Linked DNA regions of Sus scrofa: region 1 is linked to region 2. Evidence: chromatin contacts called from public HiChIP or PLAC-seq data. All regions are on one chromosome and are shown on one strand. Each heading gives the region's core, a stretch centred on a gene start, on an enhancer-like site or on the middle of the called end of the contact. The rest is flanking DNA. Distances are from core to core; before and after follow the strand shown. Region 1 has its middle 100 kb from the start of KLF6. Region 2 has its middle 300 kb from the start of KLF6.

Region 1 (6,359 bases), core at 2,533-5,032, 200 kb after region 2:
GCCACTTGCTGGCCACGTGGCCTCCTTCCCTTCTTGTCTTAAAAGTGGAGACTGGGAGGCAAGGGGGCCGGTGACGCACACTCAGGGCATTTCGTGAGGATAGGCTCTTCCTGCGAAACACCTGCCTCCAGGGCCCCTGATCTAGGAGCCCAGCCCTGAAACGCCAGAACTTTCTTCCGTTTCCATCCCACAAACGTACATTTCACAGCACGCCCATGAAGGTCCACACACACCGGGGAAAGAGGGCGCGGTGGTTGGGAGCTTCCTTGTCTCGGCAACTGGTTATCTCTTTGGACGCTGAGTAGGATGTTGGAGGCAGCGATGGCAACGGCCTTCTTTCTTTCACTGCCCTCAGCTGGAATTTGCCGGCAGTGGCTCCCCCCTCCGAGTCCTCAGGCTTGCGGCCCAGCTGGACTCCACATTCTGGAAACCGAAGGCTCCCCTTGGGCCTAGATTCCTTCATGTTTAAAAGCAACGATCCCCGTGGGTGGTGTGGCTTCTGCCCTGTTCCCCGCCCTTCAAGGAGGCACAACCAGCCTCAGCTGTCAGGCTAAGGCTGATCCAGCCGCTCACGCAGGTCACACGTAGACGACCCCGGATTGGTATCAGACCCTCACTAGGCTAATACGAGCCCCGAGATGGGCGGGGATTGGTAAAGAAACAGGGAAGTATCTCCCTTTGAGACCCTGGCGCCCTAAAGAGGACCTCCCTTCTGCCCCCTGGAGAAAGCGTGTCTGAAACAAAGCCAGCATTACACAAAGCAGAACTGCTAGGCGAAAATGGGGACGCAGAGCTGCAGAAATACGTCAGCGCCGTCATGAGCGCTGCCTATCCGGGACCTTCCGTGTCACCCAAGCTCACGGGTCCCCTTCTGTTCCCTCCAGACCGAGCCATTTCGTCACTGGTAACTCTTAAGATTTCTGACTAGTGCCTTACGAATTGTTTCAAGCAGAATGTAGTAGACATCACATGAAAACAAACAAACAAGAAGCACAATTTTGACAAAAGTCAGTATCCATCACACGAGCTACCTACTTTCCATGTATCACTTTGTATATTCATAATATGGCAAATTAACACCCTATGTTTGGAATAACTTTGAGTTCTGGTAGGGGTCTCCTCATTGAATCATTATTCAGTTGAATTGAAATACCACAAGCACATCAATTTGTCAAGTCAATGCATGTTATTATAGTATTAATTTTTTAATCAGACTGGTAATCTGGCCAGTTGGCTGCTTAAAAGCAAAAATAGCCAGACAGGTCCTTGCCTTTTTAGGCTGAAGTTGCTGGGCTAGCTGTCAATCACAGGTGGTGGCTACCTGTGTGGACTCAGGACTTCCAGAACTGTGGGTGCCTCCTTCAACAGATGCTGCCTCCACACATGAAGATGCAGTTTGCTCCACAGAGAAAGGGACACGTCCCACCCAGCCCGGTGCCTCCTCATCAAGAGAATCCAGACGACGGTGTCAGATCGGAGGCTGGCAGGAAGCATCCCTTGGGTGGGAGGAGGCTGCAGACACCCAGTCAATGAGGTGGAATGTGTGGGCTCAAAAGCAGAGTATTACGTTAGCAGAGAAAAGACAGACATCACTGAGATAAGAGGAAAGATGTGGGCAGCACGTGGCAGCACTGGGTGAAAATTAAATGAAAAGAGTTAACTAAAATTAAAAGGGGTAGATTTCTTCCTTTTTTTTTTTTTTTTTTTTTTTTTTTTGGTCTTTTTGCCTTTTCTAAGGCTGCTCCCTCGGCACGTGGAGGTTCCCAGGCTAGGGGTCCAATCGGAGCTGTAGCCGCCGGCCTACGCCACAGCCACAGCAATGCAGCATCCGAACCGTGTCTGCAACCTACACCACAGCCACTGCAATGCAGGATCCGAGCTGCGTCTGTGACCTACACCACAGCTCACAGCAACGCCGGATCCTTAACCCACTGAGCAAAGCCAGGGATCGAACCCGCAACCTCATGGTTTCTAGTCGGATTCGTTAACCACTGCGCCACGACGGGAACTCCAAGAGGTAGATTTCTTTTATGGGTGTCCTTGAGCCTTTTCTTCATCCAAGTACCACCACCCTGTCAGATAACTCACCCGCGTGATTATAGCCGCCACAGTTGACGGGGAGAAACGGGGATTGAGAGGGGAGGACGTGCCTACGTGTCCAATGGAGCTGCGGTGTAGCCAGATGTCCAATATGGAAGGAGACAGTCACAGGCAGAGAACACACAGCGCTCTCAGCCATCCTGGCGGAGCCGGCGTCTCAGATAACCCTTCTCCAAAGGTTTTAGCCACGCTGCTCTTAAGGGAGAGAAAAATACTGCCACACGCAGTCCCGTTGGAGTGGCACTGAGTTCCACTCTGTACATGCAGTTCACGGGACCGAATCCCACCCTCAGAGACACTTGGAGAGGAGAAGCTGGCAGTGAATGCTTCTTGCGGTGGAGCAGGAGCTGTCACCCAACTTCCCAGTTTCCGGGAAAGCCAGATAGCCTGTTATAACCCCGTGCTTCCTTCTAACAAAAGAGACAAAATGTCTACACTCCCTTCAAGGTTTGGGGACCTTGTGACCTATGCGGAGCATTTCAAGAGAGAAACTTGAATAAGACTTTCAATTAATAGCAATTTTGCCTTTCCTAACATGTCACCGAGGTGGGGCTCCTTCCCAACCCCTTTCTCCCACTTATTTATACAGAGGCTGGTCCCCACATTTGTCTAGAAAGTCCCTGCTTTGCATGTGTGCCCAGCCGAGGCAGCGCTATTTGCATGTGCTGTGTAGCTCCGTGCTGGCAGCCTAAGAACAGCAGCGTTGCAGAAGCTGAGGTATATTCTTGGACTGACCCCATTCACTCAATCACTCCCCAGATACAATACAAGGCTATTGAAGGGTCGGAGACCCTGGCGGATTTGAAGGCTTTGTGCTCATTCCAGGATGTCTTTGTTCGGGTAACAATAGGTGACATCCCACATAATGCAGGCCATTTGTACCACTGCCTGCTGGAACTTCCTGTTTGGAACGCGCGGCAGAGAGGTTGCTGAAAAGCCTGGGTAGGCGGCGAGAAAGGAGCCAAACAACGCCGGATTTCCAGGATTTTCTCTGGTTGAGGATGAAGGCAATTAAATGGGTGAGGACCCAGAGAAAAGACAGCATTGCGCTGGGCGACCCGCATGCTTGAAAGTGGGTTTACAGGTCTGCGAACGCGCCGGACTCCTGCAAAGCTGGGCCCTCACGCTGAGGCAGGTGGCCCCGCCTGGGCCCTCTGCTTTGCTCCCAGAGCACCTGCCAGCTTTCCAGCACCTCAAAGCCGGGCCTTTCCCAAAGACCATCATTTATCAAAATAAAAGAGAGGATCTCCTGGAATTCAATACTTTTTTGCTGTTTACATGATTTGGGGTATTGAAATCTGTCGAGTGAAGGGAGAGAAGCAATGTATCTTCTTAACAAAGTGTCTCTGGAGAATGAGGCCAATCCTGGCACTTGCTGACGGGACTTCCACAGAGACAGAGTGATCCCCATCTGGCCCGCTGCTCACGCGTGAGCCCGGAGCCTACAGACGGGCGCTGGGGAGGGGGGCAGGTTCAGGGCCCCAGCATTGGCCGGAAGGGTCTCAGGTCCCAGCTGGTCACCTGAAGTCTTGAGCAAGTTCCTTGACCCCACTGAGCCCCTGCTTCCTCCTCAGACAAGGCGGGGTCTTGCTTCTGCGTGTGGGGAGGACGGGGTACACAGAGCCCATCCCGGAGGTGCCCGCGGGACTCGGATGGGTGGGGCAGTTTCTCCACGCCCAGAGCACATCCTCCCCAGACCCAAGGACCGGGGTTGAGCAACAATCCCATGACATCTGAGCATTTCCAGCAGCCTCCCAAAGAAGTTTCATATGTCTAAACCCTTTGAAAGGGAGGCGTATAAACTAGGCATATTCTTCTCTGAGGAGGGTCTGAGTTTTACAGGCAAAGCAAGGGAGCCCGAGCTGGGGTTTGCTGATGTCATAGAGGGAGGCGAAAACAAATATTTGGAAACTTTTTTGGAAATGACACAGCAAGGATAAGAACCCAAGAGCATGCTAAAGGTACAAGACAGACTCTTATGTGCTAACAGTAACACTAGTTTACAAGGATTGAGCTGCTAGAATGGGACGGACACTGCTATTCCCTCTCTACGCAATATTATTCATCATTCCTGGGAGGGACAGGTCATTTTTTTCTAGATACAACAAATGAGAAAGCCGATTAACATGATCTGGTAGGTACTTGATCTTGGACATGAGAGAAGGTTGGATGCGTGTGGCAGGCACTCTGCTGAAAGCTTTTGATGACGAGGTAACACCATGTAATACTTATTTCACTGATGTGAGAGGTAAGGAATGAACCGCTTTGAGTGGACGCATTTCTCAGCCTCACCCAGACAAACAAGTGGACGCAAACCTGACTCTTTAATGTGGTTTGCGGCAAGCGCCTTTGTCCTTCTCCACTCCCGCGGCATCACTGCGCCTGTCTCAGGGCCCGAGAACACACATGGCAACCCCCCAGCTGTGTGAGCTTGGGCAAACAATTTAACCTCACTGTTCCTCGAGTGCCCATCTGTAAAATGGACTAATAGTAACAGCCCACACTGGAGCAGGTGTTACAAGGACCAGGTAGCGAAGTTGATGCTCTCAAAACCCTTGCAGCAGTGCCTGGCGCATAATAAGTGCTCAAGAACTGTTAGCCTATAAATTCCTGACTCATTATCATCACTCCATCTGAGCTGAGTGAAAGTCTCACCCAGAATAAATAGGCACAGAATTCAAGAACTTGACAGAGTTGCTTGGCGGCTCAGGGGTTAAGGATCCATCACGGCTCTTGTTCCGTCCCTGGCAGGGGAAGGTCTGCGTGCTGTGGGCGTGGCCAAAATAAATGAATAGGAGTTTGATGCGTTCTTATCTGCCCTCCTAGCCCTTCAGGAGCTGGCCACCCTCCCCAGCGAAGGTCATTGTCGGTTCTCCCGGAATTATGCTGCCCACTGCTCTGCCTGCACCCTCCTCCTCAGCTCTCTTTGGGAAACAGCAAAACCAGCTGCCAGGCACCAAAGGGCAGGCGGTCTCCCCCCACCGCCCAGTCCAGCCCTTGGCCTCTCGGTCAGTCGGTATTTTTGTCACATTCTCTGGAAACACTAAGGCGTCTCTTCCAGCATTTGCACCTAACGAAGCTTCTTTCTTTGGATGTGTGGCATTAGGCTTTCAGCCAGAGTACATCTGTGTTCATTCCGTTGGTGAAATTATATTTTAAGACCTTCCTAATTTTTTTTAAAAGAAAATGTGTCCTCTAAATACTAACTGGCAGGCAGGGTGCGGGGGCTGGGGATACAAAGGTGAATAAGGCAAAGTCCTCCCGTTTGCCGTTGTCCCCGTCTGCTAGGGAAAAGGACATCGCCACGGACCATCGAAGTGAGTCCTGGGACCACAGGTGTCCAGGAAGTGCCGAGGGGGAGGGCAGTGAGATCCCAGGAGCCCCCGAGCCCTGGTGGGCGTCCACGGGGGATTTGACTGTGGCCACTTTGGAGGGACGGGTATGTGAAGCCCAGACACCTCTTCCTTCCTCCCCACCCTCCGAGCACTCTGAGCCCGGGGCCAGGTAAGCTTGACCTCAGGAGACTTTGGAGGAGAACAGGGAGAGCGTGAGTCAATCCCCTTTACCTGCATAAAAAAGGCTCAAAGCATGTTTTTCCGGGGAGGATGATGACTGAGGGGGTCAGGGAAGCCCCTTCCTGCAGCTGAGAGCTCCTGGAGAAAAACCCCAGCAGTTCTGCCCCTGCGGCTCTGTCTTCCCGGAGGTAAAGACCAGAGGACTAAGCAGTGGAAAGGTCGCCAGCAAGAGAAACCACCCAGGAGTGGCTCAGCAGGTTAGGAACCCGACTAGTATCCACGAGGACGCAGGCTTTACCCCTGGACTCACTCAGCAGGTTCAGGATCTGGCGTTGCTGTGGCTGTGGTGTAGGCTGGCGGCTGCAGCTCTGATTTGACCGACCCTAGCCCGGGAACCTCCATATGCCACAGGTGTGGCCCCTAAAAAAAGAAGAGAGAGAGAGAGAACCCACTCAACAGGTCCCACGTCCCCCTGGAATCCCCGCCGGGTCTACCCTCGCCTGCAATCTCCCTGTGCATCGACTGCACCACTGAGGGTCCTGCTCAGATTGCCATCTCCGACTAACTAATCAGAAGGCGTGTGAGCCCCAGGAGAGGTCAGGACAGTCATAAAGCTCCAACCCACACCTGGCTTCTCGCTCAAGGAAAGGACTTGCAGTCTTCGATGGAGTCCTGTCAGCGCTTGCTCTGTCTTATCTCCTAAAATTTCAAATAGTTCTCGTAGTTGGCCAGAGAGTTGAGACC
Region 2 (6,096 bases), core at 2,975-5,474:
ATTGTATTTCGCAAGCTGCTGAACATCCAGAATGTCAATGACATGTTTATAGCATCACCCGAGGCACAGCCCATTGTCAGAGGCTGACTGCAATAACCCCTCTCTATGGGTGATGGATTTTATTTGTGAGTCTGTGACAAATACCTGAAGCACCAGGTATTCGTGTGGTCATCCCCTCGCGTGGACTCGAGGCTTCGCCCAGGCTCGGGACCTGGGATTCCGAGAGGCCGGGAGTCCGATCCTGACGATCCGCAGGAACCTCGGGCGTGTCCTCAGCTTCTCGGCACCGCGTCTTTGTGAACCCCCCCCCCCGTGGGACTGTGATGCTGATTAATCGGGCGTCCGTTCTGACGTTCTTTGAAGATTTGAGAGCGTTCTGTGCGGGCCTTGCTTCAGCAGCTTTATGAGTTTGGGCCCTTTGCGTTGGCTGTCGCTGATTGCTCCTTTTTGGTTTTTATTAAGTCCTGAGAATTAACCCCCCGCGAGACTGTTCCTGTCTGGAGAGCACCGCTTCCGCCGGGCCGTGGAAATCGAGGTGCAAGTGTGCCCGCAGAGCGTGAGGTTATGACAGATAGAGGAGGCATCAGGTACTCGTGGCACCGTCCCCTTTTATGGGTTTGAGGCGCTCGCTCTCCCTCCTTGTCCCCTGACCCTGGGGGGTGGAACCTACTTCCCAAAGGGTGGTCCTCAGAGGCGCGGAGCCGTGCCCGGGCTCGGGTGGTCGTTGTGCGTGCACAGCCGGGGTTGTGGAGGCGTGGGGTCATCTCCGCAGGGAGGCGGTGAGGTCGTGCTGCACTCCCCGAGGGGTGACGTCCAGCTCGGGCACCGTCCTGCCGTGGCAGAGGCTCGGGATCAGAGAACACAGCTGGGCGCCCATCGCGTTTCCTTCAGTGGGGCTCAGGGAGAGCAGGCCAGGGGACAGCCCCCCAGACCCGGTCATAAATGCCCCTGGATTTCTCTAAAGTGAGCCGAGGAGGGTGGGGGACCCCCCGGTCTCTCCGTGTCCACAGACCTGAGCGCACGTCAGGCGGGTTTCTCGAAAATGTGACTGTGGTTCTGGAATCTGTTCTCCCCATGCACCTGCTACATACTGCCGAGTCCGCTTTATAAATCGCCGCACCATCCGCGTCCTCGCCAGTTGAAGGGAGAAAAAATAACATCTCTCCCAGCTTCGTCAGGAGAATGGAATGTCCTTGCATTTCAAATGGCGTGTTGTGACGTGGAGGCTGGTAGAAAGTTAAATTGCTTAAAACTGGAACCGTCTAATGTGAGAAGGGGCACTTAAAAGGCAGGGACACTGCCCCAAGGTCCGTTAAATTAGGTTGAGCTGCAGCAGCAAACAGAGTCTCAGGAGCAGGGCTGCACGGCGACTCGCGGGAAACACCTCTCCACGCAGCACGTTGACACCGCAGCCGACAGCTTCCCGACTCCTTTCCCAGGACGCACGCGCCACCCGAGCTGAGCCGGGTCCCCTCGGCCTCCCAGCCGAGGAGTCTGAACTCGGTATTTCAGTGGCACACACATGACCGCCACAAGCCGCAGTGATGACACACAACCGGCCCCCATCTCACACACGCTGGAAGGTAAACCTCGTTTGGTTGAACTCATCCCAGCAGCAAAACTGAAATGCATTTTCCGTGTTTAATCCGGAACCTGCGGCCACTGTAACAGCAGTCGTCATTGCTCAAATGAAAAGTGCTGCGTAGTCAGACACGAGGTAATAACGGCGTCAGGATGGGGAGAAAATGTCTACAAAAAGTGAAAATGCACCTCGGCTGTTTAATTCCCATCACATTTTGGCTGTGCAGGAGGAACTGAATTTTTAAAGGCCTTAAACGTTTTCACTATATTTGCCTCAATCTTTGTTCCTTGCTGATGTTATAGCACTAGAGCAATACTATTTATTTCCTAAGTTCTTACTCTCCATGGATTTTACTAAGTGAAAGATACGTGTTGACATTACCAACCAATTAATTTCTTAAGACCCGTTATGTCTGTCTAATGAGTGAGATAGAAAGATTCACAACATGAGTCTACCTTACAAGAACCTCTTCAGTGTATTTGGGGCAGAGGCAAGCCCCTGATTAATAGTACTGTGCACACTGGCATTTGAGGTTTACAAGGAGAACGCAGCGCTGGTGGGGCTGTCTGGGCGGCTGTCCCAGGGAAACGCATTTCATCACACGCAAAAGGTGCCATGCCGAGGATGAAGTGAGCTAGCATCTGACCCCAGAAGGCGTGTCGTGTAGGACTGATGCCCTGGCTGAGAAAGGGAGGCAGGGTGAAGCCTGAGGCTGGGATATGGTCTGTGTGTTTGCTTGTTTGCCGTACCCATGGCGTATGAAAGTTCCCGGGCCATGGGTCCTTGACCAGTAGGCCGCCAGGGAACTCCCCTGAGACTGAGGTATGAGCACAAGGAAGGGCCACCCTCTGCACCTCATCTTCCCGTCAACCCGTGATCATCAATCCTGATGCCAGCTCCCGTGCCCCCGGAATGTAGCTGTGAAATTATGGACGAGAGGTGTTGACCTGCCCCTGGTTCCTGACACAGGACTCCTGATAGCCTTGGAATTCTGGGTGATAGGAGTTTCTTTTGTTCTAATGAGACCACTCTTGTGGGGCTCCTGGATGAGGGCGGGTCACCAGGAAGACCAGGTGACTTGAGAAGCTTGGAATTTTCAGCCTGCCCCACCCTCTGGAGAAGGGAGCAGGGCTAACAATGGAGTTAGTGGCGGCTCATGCCCACGTGATGAAACCTCCATCGGATTCTAAGAGCACGGGGTTCTGAGAGCTCCCGGGTCAGGTGAGCACATGGAGGTGCTGGGAGGGGGGCAGCTGGAGGGCCCGGATGCTCTGCCCCAGCCTGCACACCTGGCGGTGCCCCTCTGCCATCTGGATGAGCACCTGTTCCCTTCACCATGGTCTTTAATAAGCTGGAGAACACCGGCGCTTCCCCGGTGCCATGAGCCGCGCTAGCGGGAGAATGTCACTGGAACCTCTGACCTTAGCCAGGAGATCAGAAAGAGAGGTGACAAGCTGGACTTGGGACTGGCATCCACAGTGTGTGTGTGTGTGTGGCGGGGAGACTCCTGTGGGACTGAGCCCTTCCCCTGTGGGGTGTGACACGTCATCTCCAGATAAACGGGGTCAGGATTGAGGAGCCTGTCCGACCGCCAGCCAGGGTGGCGTCCTCCCCACACACGTCCGGCGACCAGGAAGGTGAGAGGTGCAGGGTGCAGGTGAGAGTGTTGTGGGTGAAGAGCGAGGGGACTCACCGGAGAGAAAGACCCGGCGAGAGGAGCTGGGCGTTCCCTGCACAGAAGGAAAAGCTGTAGGTTTTTGCGATGACAAAACCCCCGCAGAAACGGGCAACCTGGGCTCGAGCTCCCAGTGCTGATGCCCTGAACCTCCTTTCTTGAAGCTCAGGGGAAAGAAAAGAAGAGAATCCACGGTGAGGAAGAAACTCAGGTCGAATTGCAGAGAACCGGGAGCATGCTCCTGTGGGGGTTCGCAGACGGCTTGGGGTGTGGGAGGGTTCACCCCCAACCCAGGAAGCTTACTCGGGCCCCTCGTGTGACTCTTTGCTCCCCTTTCCTGCGGGAACCTGCTCCTTCCGTGGCTACCAGGGCCTTTTCTCTGCCCCAAGAGCTCGGCCTCCACCGCCTGCACGTTGGCGTCTCCCCACGGCAACACCAGCCCAAACCTCACACGCACAGACTGTTTCTGAGCACGTTAGCCCCCGCCAGGCCTCGGGTCACACCTGTTCCTCAAACTGTGTTCAGGCAACACCTGGGTCCCCGGGAGCAGGTTAGAGATGCAGGCTCTCCAGCCCATCGCAGGCTGAGCGGTCAGAATCTGCGTTCTAACAGGAAGCCCCAGGTAACCGTGCACAGTGAGGTTTGGGAGGCACCTGTTAAAGTGCCTGGACCCCTTCCTCGCAGCATCCGTCCTTGTTAAGGGCAGAAAGGCAGCGTGGGCGAGGCCTGCCCCCTTCTCCCCGGCTCACTCAAAGCTGCTGCTGCGTCCCTGGCGGGGTCCCACCTCCCCGTGGACAGCCCTGTGCTCCCCTCTTCACTGCCCCCGGCCGCCTGGTCCTGCTCTTCCTTCTGGACAGTTCTCCTCTCCTTCGACCCCAAGGCTCCTCTCCGAAGCAGCTGGACAGAGTGGGTGCTGCCTGCCCACGTTTTCACCAGATCCACTGCTGTCACGAGGCTCACACTCACCAGAGCGACCTTGTTGTGTAATGATTTAAATTATGTGACTCAGGAGTTCCCGTCGTGGCTCAGTGGTGACAAACGGGACTGGTATCCATGAGGACACGGGTACAATCCCTGGCCGCACTCAGTGGGTTAAGGATACGGCACTGCCGTGAGCTGTGGTGTAGGTCGCTGATGTGGCTCGGATCTTCAGTTGCTGTGGCTGTGGTGTAGGCCAGCGAATACAGCTCCGATTAGACCCCTAGCCTGGGAACTAATGTGCCACAGGAGAGGCCCTAAAAAAGCAAAAGCAAAAAAATAAAAAAAATAAAATAAAAATAAAAATTTAAAAATTTCCAATACAAATAGACCCTATACTGTCTTCACATCTCTCGGTTTCTCCTTGGAGCCCACCTCCAGGCTGCTTTTTTTTTTTTTTTTTTTTAATTTAGCAAAATATTTTTTAAATTTTAAAATTTATTTCAATGATTTTTTCCCATTATAGCTGGTGTACAGTGTTCAGTCAATTTTCTACTGTACAGCAAAGGTGACCCAGTCACACTTACACATATACACTGTTTTTCTTAAATTATCCTCCATCATAAGTGACTAGATACAGTTCCCGGTGCTATACAGCAGGATCTCATTGCTCATCCATTCCAAAGGCAATAGTTTGCATCTGCGAACCCCAAATTCCCAGTCTATCCCAATACCCCCGCCCCCCGCCCTGGCTTAATGGGGGGGGTGCCCTTTCAGTAAAACACAACTATTTCCTCCCTGCTTGAGGAATTCACAGGCCATTTATACTCAGTGTTGTGGACCATCGAAAGAGCTGGAAGCAAGCGTTATTTGACCAAGTGATTTACAGTGATGTTGCAAAGATACAATATAAATAGAAAAAACAGGATAATCAATAAGGATGCAATCCCTTAGCATAAATCAGCTTTGCGCACTTAGCTTATCAATGGATGCCTAACTTCAGAGGCAAAGTAAGAAAAAGAAAAGCAAAAATCCCAGTTGAAAAACAACCAAACACCCCTTTCTAGAGCTCTAGGATGAATGAATTAAGGAAATAAACATACCTTCTTGGGCTTTAGCTAAACCAAAGCACTGTTTTCAAAAAGACTAATTCTGGTGTGGTTGACATAACATAGGAGATGTGACCTGGAATTGAAAAATACTGCTGCTTAAGCAAGATCCGTCTTCTACATGTAGCGCTGTTTATAGGCAAAAAATCCATCCTACTCTAGTTTTAAACTGGAAATCGAACCCATGATTTGCCAAACAAATTCTCAACCGCGCGGGGCTAGGTCACTGTCTAAATTGCTCACGGTTGAAGATCTTGCCGCTCGTAAGGCCCCTCTTTTTGCCTCTGACATCCGTGAGAGTATTTCACAGTCTACTCTGTTTCCCTCTCTGTTCAGTCCCTTCGGCATCACAGCAGCTCTTGAGGGCATGGCCAGATCACATCTGCTCGCGGGGTTTGGTTAAGTGAAATGACATTTTCCAAAAAGCAAATTCGGGACACAGGCCATTGTACCCGGACCTTTTGGTTTCCTCTGACTTAGCAGAGACGAGTTTTCATCCCCAGTCCCACGCTGCGTCTCTGGGACTAGAATGTGCCCCGGGCACTGGAGGGCCGGGGTGGGGGCGGGGTGTGTGTGGTGGAGACCGGGTCCCACATGTGGCCACTGCAGAAAGAGCTTCAGAGTTTATTTTTGCAGCTTTCTAGAGTTAGAGTCCTATGGTGCCGAAACAAAGAGGAAATCCTATTCTCTCCATTAAAATAAAAAAAAAAAATTCTAAAAGAACGAAACTGCAGCTCTATTTTTAGAGGAAAGATGGGCGAGACGGGCAGGTGTGCGTGGAGATGGATCGGAAGCAGGAAAGATCACCAGGG

Evidence for each region. HiChIP or PLAC-seq counts read pairs in DNA pulled down with a chosen protein or histone mark.
Region 1: a contact with region 2 is called in an H3K27ac HiChIP or PLAC-seq map of alveolar macrophages. The contact joins two enhancer-like sites. A contact is called at or near these places in 1 of 47 Hi-C or Micro-C datasets (embryonic fibroblasts) and 1 of 2 datasets of contacts at active chromatin or transcription factors (alveolar macrophages).

What each region holds. Positions count from the first base shown.
Region 1 is chr10:66,384,124-66,390,482 of Sscrofa11.1, forward strand. No RefSeq gene overlaps it. Among named protein-coding and RNA genes, the nearest start is that of KLF6, 100 kb to the right of the region's middle. Within about 2 kb of position 3,783, at least 9 of the 83 cell types and tissues checked have an H3K27ac peak or open chromatin away from gene starts, as enhancers often do. A contact at or near this core is called in alveolar macrophages, where this site is marked.
Region 2 is chr10:66,185,612-66,191,707 of Sscrofa11.1, forward strand. No RefSeq gene overlaps it. Among named protein-coding and RNA genes, the nearest start is that of KLF6, 300 kb to the right of the region's middle. Within about 2 kb of position 4,225, at least 4 of the 83 cell types and tissues checked have an H3K27ac peak or open chromatin away from gene starts, as enhancers often do. A contact at or near this core is called in alveolar macrophages, where this site is marked.